Linked DNA regions of Loxodonta africana: region 1 is linked to region 2. The links are chromatin contacts, called in public Hi-C maps. All regions are on one chromosome and are shown on one strand. The core of a region is the stretch at or near the end of the contact, and the rest is flanking DNA. Distances in the headings are between cores, read along the strand shown.

Region 1 (3,933 bases), core at 1,069-3,568, 230 kb before region 2:
GTGAACACGTGCAAGGCCGAGTGGCACAAGAAAGCATGGCACGTTCTCAAAACAAAAAGACAGTACCAGGGGTTTGCCCAAAGCTGGTGGGAAAGACAGGACCAGATCACCTTACTCCATGTAAGGGAGTCTGTCCTCAGGACAGCAAGGAATCAATGAAGGGAGTGTCAATCTAGACTAAATTTGAGAAAGTGCTTCCCGGCTGCAGTGGTGGAAGATGGGCTGAAGTCAGGCAGGGAGATAAGCTGGGAGGCAGCTGTGGGTAAATAACAGATAACAGGAGCCTGGCCTGGAGAAAGGAAACCCTGGTGACATAGTGGTTAAGTGCTACGGCTGTTAACCAGGAGGTCGGCATTTCGAATCCTCCTAGGCATTCCTTGGAAACTCTACGGGGCAGTTCTACTCTGTCCTATAGAGTTGCTGTGAGTCAGAATCAACTCGAAGGCAATGGGTTTGGTTTTTTTTCGCCTGGAAAAATGGCACTGAGGATGGGTGAATTTGAGAGAGATTCAGGAGGTAGAACCCACAAGCCTGGACAGGGGGAGTGAGTACGAAATAAATCAGGCCTAGGTTTCTGGATTGGACCACTAGGATAGATGTTGGATGGGGGAGCCTTGCTGTTAGTCTCTGAGGCTGGGGGTGGTGGCTAGGGATGGTGAGACCTATTTGGAACATAGTCTGAGATGCCCGACGCACAGTCAGGAAAACACTCTTGCATTCTGATCTGAAGCTCATGAGGGAGCTCATTCGTCATAAAGATGTAATCTGGGGACCTAATCTTCTCCTTAAGCCCAGCACCTGGTATGAAGCACCAATTCCTCTTCTCCCTCTGAGCCCCCAACTCTTCCTGTAAACCTCTTTTGGACCCCATTCCCTTCGATTTGGTTGGGCTTATCCCTCCTCCCAGCCAATCAAGCTCCCTGAGGATAAAGACCAGGTTCAATTCATCTTTGTCATCCTCACAACACCAAGACACAGCCCAGCACTTCTGCAGGTGCTTGTGAAAGGAAAAAAAAAAAAAAGCCATTGCCGTTGAGTCAATTCTGAGTCCTAGCAACCCTGCAGGACAGGGCAGAACTGCCCCATAGAGTTTCCAAGGAGCACCTGGCAGATTTGAACTGCCAACCCTTTGGTTAGCGGCCGTAGCACTTAGCCACTACACCAGCAGGGTTTCCAAGGAAGGAAGAAGACACAGCTTCTGCCTTAAGACATTCTGTAACACACATACTGTAGCTCAATTGCCAAGAAAACACCTAGCCTCTTAATCTCCTCAATGAACTGAATGTCATTTTCCTTAAGGAGATAAAATAAAACCTATTCCCAATCCTTGCAAGAGGTTTCTCTTCTCACTGAAAATTAAGACGAAGCACAAACTACCCCTCTTGCTCCTTCCCATGGCAGGGCCATTTGGCGTGACCAGAGGCAGAAATCCAGAGGACTGCGTGAAAGTGAATGGGGAAGAGAGGTTATGCGCTCAGCACATCATATGCTCCCACTTCAACCGTGATGCTCAGAACTTAAAAAAGCCAGAAAGCATCTTGTGTGCAATGCAGTAAAATGATTTACTACACTGCATACATAACAGGTGACAGGGCCCTGCGTCGCCCCCAGCCCAAGTCTTCCAAACTTTGGGAAACCCACTAGGAGATTTTCGTAAACTACTATATAAAACACATTTTCACGTGCTAAGAGTATCGAAAATTACCTACCCTTGGGCTCCTTGGGACACGGAAGAGATATTTTTTAGTGAAGTCAGGGAGGTGGTGGGAAGGTTAAAACCCTACCAAGTATAATTGCAATGGTCCATGAGTCCCAATCCCGTCTTCAACTCTCTCTAGTTCCACGAAGGTAGGAGAAAGGGCACGTGGGAGGTTCAAGACCAAGAGGAGGAAGAAATTCGGGGAACTCCCATAAGCAGGAGACAGGCGATCCTCCGGAGGGCAGACCCCAGCCGCTGCAAAATCCTCCCAAGGTCACCTGCACGGTTGCCAGCTGTAGGGATGGTGGGGGGAGGACACGCCCAGCAAAGACCATTTTTATTTCTGCGTCTTTGCAAGAAAATTCACGGTGGGAAGGTCTCGAATACGGAATGCACACCTCACTTGCAGCCCCGAGCCCTCCTCGTTACAGAAAACAGGCAAGTAGGAGGTCAGGTGCTGGCAAGAACCGTACCTGAAATCCAGAATCGGTGCCAGCGGCCAGCGCCTTACGAGTCTCCGTTCTACGTTCCCCTGCTCGGCTCCGGCGGCTCCTTCCCGGATGCGCGCATGCGCTACGCCGCTCCCTGTTCTCCCCTCTGTTCGGCCCCGCTTAGGCCCAGCGGGCCGAGGGGCGGAGCCCGGACGGCCCGACGCAGAGCGCGGGTGGGGCAGCATCCCGGGTGGCGGCCGGACCTGCCCACTTCTTCCGTCTGCCTACCTTTCGGCCCTGGCCCTGAGCCGAGGAAGGTGTCAGGGTCTGCTGCCTCCTGCTGGACGAAGAGGCACTTGCAGGGGGCGGGGCTGGGTGTAACAGGGATCCCGGGAGGGAAAGGTTTTTGACAGTCAAATCCGTTCATCATTCAAGGGCCGTTTGTGGGACCTCTACAGCAACCCATACCTTTTACATACGCTCCAGCAGATTGTCCCCGTTTTCAGTGGAGGGAGCTAAGGTTCAGAAAGGTGAAGTGATTTAGTTGCTCAAAGTCTTAGCTAAGTGGCCTGCAGAGGTTAGAACCTGAATGTCGCAAGAGCTACATAACCAAAGCACCCTTCAGTACACCGCATCGTCTGCAGGATAATCTGTATGTGACTGAGAGATCAGCATCCTGGCCTTATACCCCACACCCAGGATTTGCTGGGTTTAGATGTCTGAGGAGAAAGGTACAAAATCTCAGAGTTGGAAGGCACACTAAATCTTGTCTAGTCCCAGTGTAACCCATCCTCAAAGATGGACCTTAGGTTGACCTGGAATTATGTCTTGGGGTAACATCTACTCATCTCATTCATTTTGTCTTCTAGGCTGTATGCAGAACTCCAATCCCCTTCCTCAAAACAGACCTTCAGAGATTTGAAGAAGGCTGCCGCCTAGGATTCATCAGGCAGCTCTAAGTGCTGTGGGGCTGGGAATGATAACAAAATTCCTTAAAATGAAAAAAGACGGGTTAGCTGGAGTACCAGCTGCAATAGAAACAATAGTAAAAAAGGAGACTATAGGGTTAGGTTGTTCTAGTTTAGGAGTGTGTGTGAGCCATCCTGAAAGTTAGTCAATAGGAATTTTAAACAAGACAAAACAAAAAAATTTTTTTAGAAAAAAAAAATGTAGTTACGAGTATGAAGGATGAAGTTAGGCAACATTGAAGGCAGAGAAACCATTTTAAAACTATCCCAATATTTGAGACAAAATATGATGATGTTCAAATTTAGGCAGTGTAAATGTAGATGGAAAATAAGAATGCATTCAAGATGCCCTTGAAAAGACTGGTAAGAGTTCATGAATGTTGTGGAAGATTGCATTAATGGCTCCAATTCTTTATTTCTTCTAGTGTCCATGGCTTTTGCCATATGACTTGCTTTGGCTAATGGAATGTCAGCTGAAGTGATGTGATCAGAAATTTAAAACATACTAATATATTTATTCTTCTTCTCTTGGACCTCTGACATTGCTGTGAGAAGAACATGCCCAGGCTAGCCTGTCTGCCCCAGGAGGTAGAGAAATACAGTTGAAGCAGAGTCATTCCCAATGCATGCTAGCCTAGAACCTAGCCACCAATTGATTTGTGAACTCAAAAAAATAATTTTGAATTAAAAAAAAAAACTAAGAATATATTTTGAATCTTGTGAATTTTTTGTTCACAGAATCTATTCCTTGTGCCTAAAAGTGCTTCAGGAAAAAAGAAAGTGCTTTAGGGAAGTAATATGATTGTATCTAACTTATCAGAATTCCAAGTTGGTC
Region 2 (3,576 bases), core at 850-3,349:
TCAAAGCCCAGCAGCTCTAGTCCATACCTCCATAATCTTCCAAATCAACTTAATTGTGCCTCTTAAATAACCCACACTCCCGAACATGCTTTAGTATGCTCCTTCATGGGACAGGAAATTGCCTGCATCATTTTCTAAATTACATAAAACCAAAACCATTTGCATTTAGTAGATTCTGATTCACAGAGACCCCATGTGTGTCAGGGTAGAACTGTGCTCCATAGTGCTTTCAGTGGCTGATTTTACAGTGGATTGCCAAGCCTTCCTTCCAAGGCACATCCGGGTGGACTCAAACCTCCAACTTTTTGCTTACCAGCCATGTTAACCATTTGTACCACCCAGGGACTCCTTATAAAACTCAAAAACCCCTTGGCATCAAGTCAATTCCGACTCATAGCAACCCTATAGACAGAGCAGAACTACTCCACAGGGTTTCCAAGGAGCAGCTGGTGGATTCGAACTGCCGACCTTTTGGTTAGCAGCCAAGCTCTTAACCATTGCGCCACCAGGGCTCCAATAAAACTGAAAAGCCCACTGAAACTAAAAATCTATGATGCTGTGTCTTAATGCTGGAATAGCTGCGAGGAAGAAGAGATTCAGAATCCAAATTTCCTGACCAAATTTTCAATTTCAACTCTCCCAAAGGAAATCAACTAAATATTTTATCTTAACCTTATGACTGTAGAGAGGAACTTATAGTTTAAATTATTAAACTATATAAACAAACTGTTGTTGGATCATCTATGATAATCAGCCTACTGCCTACTGAATCTCACGTACTGACCTTCCAGAACAGACATTTCAGCAACGCTGTTAGAATTGAAACAAATACTAAAGAATTTTGCCAAGGGCTACAAGGGGAAAAAAAAAAACACAGGCTTTTCTTGTTTTTCAATTTTGTAGAGAGCCCAACAGAAAACATTTAAGGTTAGGGGAAGGAGAAAAACAAAATCTAAATAGGAATTTTTACCAAAAAAAGTGTTAGGGTGAGAAGAACAAAGCTAGAACAACTAATCAATTGTGGCTGGGGGAAGTGGGATGAAATGTCGTCTGTAAAGCAGGAAGGAATGGTTTGGGAAGAAGACGGGCAAGTGTTGGAAGTCTAACTTTCTGAGAATCAGTAACTGAGAAAGAAGATAAAACAAAGATGGGGAGAGTGTGGGACTAGACTGTAGGAAAGGCAGAAGTGCAGCAGAGAATTCGGACGAGGTTGGGTAGACGCATAAATGAGATGGGCGGAGTCTTTGGAAACGGGCCTGGCAGAAAGAGAATGAGTGGAAAAGCTACACAAGCAAGAAATGGAGCTGGGGGTGGGAGAGATTATTGGGTCCAGGATTCATAAGAAGAAGGGGCGGCGCGGAAACGAAGGGTCAGGGGAGTGTACGCAGGACAGACGTGGAGATGAGAGTGGAGAGAAGCTGAGTAGGGGGAGACCGGGAGAAAGGCCGAGGCTAGGGGTTAAGGACGGAGCTGGGGAGGGACAGGATACGGTATGGGATAATGAGGTAGGAAAAGGGCCAGGAGAGAATTTGGGAGTAAAATGGTGAAAAGAGTGATCTAGAAGGAGAAGCAGCGGGGAGTGAAGGAACAGAAGAGCAAGGAAGTACCGTCTAAGGCGACAAAAACAAGGGCAGGTGGGTAGACGGCCAGGGTGGCGCAGCAAAACTGAAGAAATGGATGGATCAGAGAAAAAAAGAGTCAGAGAGAAGAATGATGCTGGGAGGAGGAGGACGACAGAATTGCGGGGGGAAATGACAACAGGGTTGGGGCAGAGGACGGGTTTGAAGGACGAGGACAAGCCCGGATCCAGGAGAATTGGAGGGGCGCTAGACGAAGAGACCCCGAAGTTGCCGGAAGGCGGGCACAGGTGGAGGTTGGCAGATGACTCCTCACCGTAGGGTCCGTAAAGGACGTGCCCGGGAGGAAGGGCAGGCCATGCACGGGGTTGGACACCATCGCAGTCGCTACTACCCGTGCCCCCTCGGCCAGGCTCTGTCCTTCCGGGTTGCCCGGGCCACAAGCTGCTTTCCCCGGCCCCTCGAGACTCCATGGTAACCAGAAACATCCCGAGAGCCCGCGAGCTAGGGGCGGGGCTTAAGGTTCAGCATGGCAGGTCTGCGCGTGCGCCGTCCGCAGGGCTCCGCGTTCTCGCGGTGAGATGGCCCGCGGCGGGGCTGCGTGTTTAGTGGGCCGGCGGCGTTGACCCCGCCCTGCTCGCTCCGCACCCTCCCCCCGCCAAGCTCCCTCTCTGTTGACCCGACGTGGGAATTGTTGGGGTGGGTGCGGGGATGGCCGTTGTTCTCGCAATGAAGTCCAGGGGTCGCAGCAGGCCTTAAACTGAGTTATAGAAAAAGGGAACTTCCGTCTTTTTCTCCATCCGGGTTTTCGTTGTCCTCACCGCGAATCGCCGGCGCTGTGCGCTTAGGCACTCTTTTCTCCCAGTTCTGCAAAAAAGGGCCCTGTCTCAGTTCACACCTAAGTGTAAATGGTTGGGCCGAATTAAAATGTTACCGACCCCAGACCCGGTGCTTCTTGGGGGCAGGGGCCATGGATTATTCATGATTGTATTTCTGTTGCTCAGAGATATTTAATGAACTAATGCCTAATCTTCCTACTGCCGAATTATCTCTTTTCCCCCTTCCTCTTTTCTTCTACTGTCAATCCCTGAGCTTCAGCAGCCTCCTGGTTCTTGCCAGACGGGCCGAGTGTATTCCCCACAGGGCATGATGCACTACTATTAAAAACGCATTGCCTCCTGTCGATTCCGACTCGTAGCGACCCTATAGGACAGAGTAGAACTGTCCTATTGGGTTTCCAAAGAGCAGCTGGTGGATTTGAACTGCAGACCTTTAGGTCAGCAGCCAAACGCTTAATCAGTGCACCACCAGGACCCCAAGTCATGAGAAAGAAGCAAATAAATTAGGTGAGGCGAAACAGCAGCATTACAGGCATTCTCATCTTTGTTGCTTTTTACAAAACCTGTTTATTTTTCCTTAAAAGAAATGCCATGTATAATACCCTATTTCTCAAAACTTTGCGGGGGGAGGAGGGGAAGCTGAGGAGCTTAAAATCTCAGATGCCCAGAGATTTGGAGTCATTGGGTCTTAAGTAAGGAGCCCTGGTTGCACAATGGTTAGGTGCCCAGCTACTGACCAAAAGGTTGGTGATTTGAACCCACCACAAACCCACTGCTTAGCAGGATAAAAGACCTGGCAATCTGCTCCCTTAAAGATTACAGTTTAGGAAACTCTGTGGGGCAGATCTACTCTGTCCTATAGGGTCCCTATGAGCTGGAATCGATTGGGGGCACAGAGCAGCAGCAGCAGGTCTGAACTGGAGCCCAAACCAAAAAAAAAAAACTGGGGCCCAGGAATCTGATTTTTATAGATATTTCCAATAAGTCAGTTTAAGACTATCATAAGAATAGTAAAGCTCACAAAAAAGGCATTTGGCGTTTCTCATTTCTCAGTGTCTTATGTAGTTTACTGCCAGTACAGTCAGCAGCTTTAGTTTTCTTGCTGCTTGTCAGAGCAAATTCCCCTGTTGGGTTTCACTAATTGGTGTGAAGCTCAGGGG

What was found. A called contact is a pair of places that touch in the nucleus more often than the background predicts.
Region 1: a contact with region 2 is called in a Hi-C map of blood, with 5 times the contacts expected there. The contact joins the promoter of TMEM14A here to the promoter of EFHC1 in region 2. A contact is called at or near these places in 2 of 3 Hi-C or Micro-C datasets (blood and fibroblasts).

The regions. Positions count from the first base shown.
Region 1 is chr1:116,365,940-116,369,872 of mLoxAfr1.hap2, reverse strand. TMEM14A (transmembrane protein 14A) reads right to left here and starts at 2,318. Exons shown (of 5, transcript XM_064287372.1): 1 at 2,173-2,318.
Region 2 is chr1:116,133,012-116,136,587 of mLoxAfr1.hap2, reverse strand. It overlaps EFHC1 (EF-hand domain containing 1), which reads right to left and starts at 2,099. Exons shown (of 10, transcript XM_010587137.3): 1 at 1,894-2,099. The coding sequence starts at 1,956.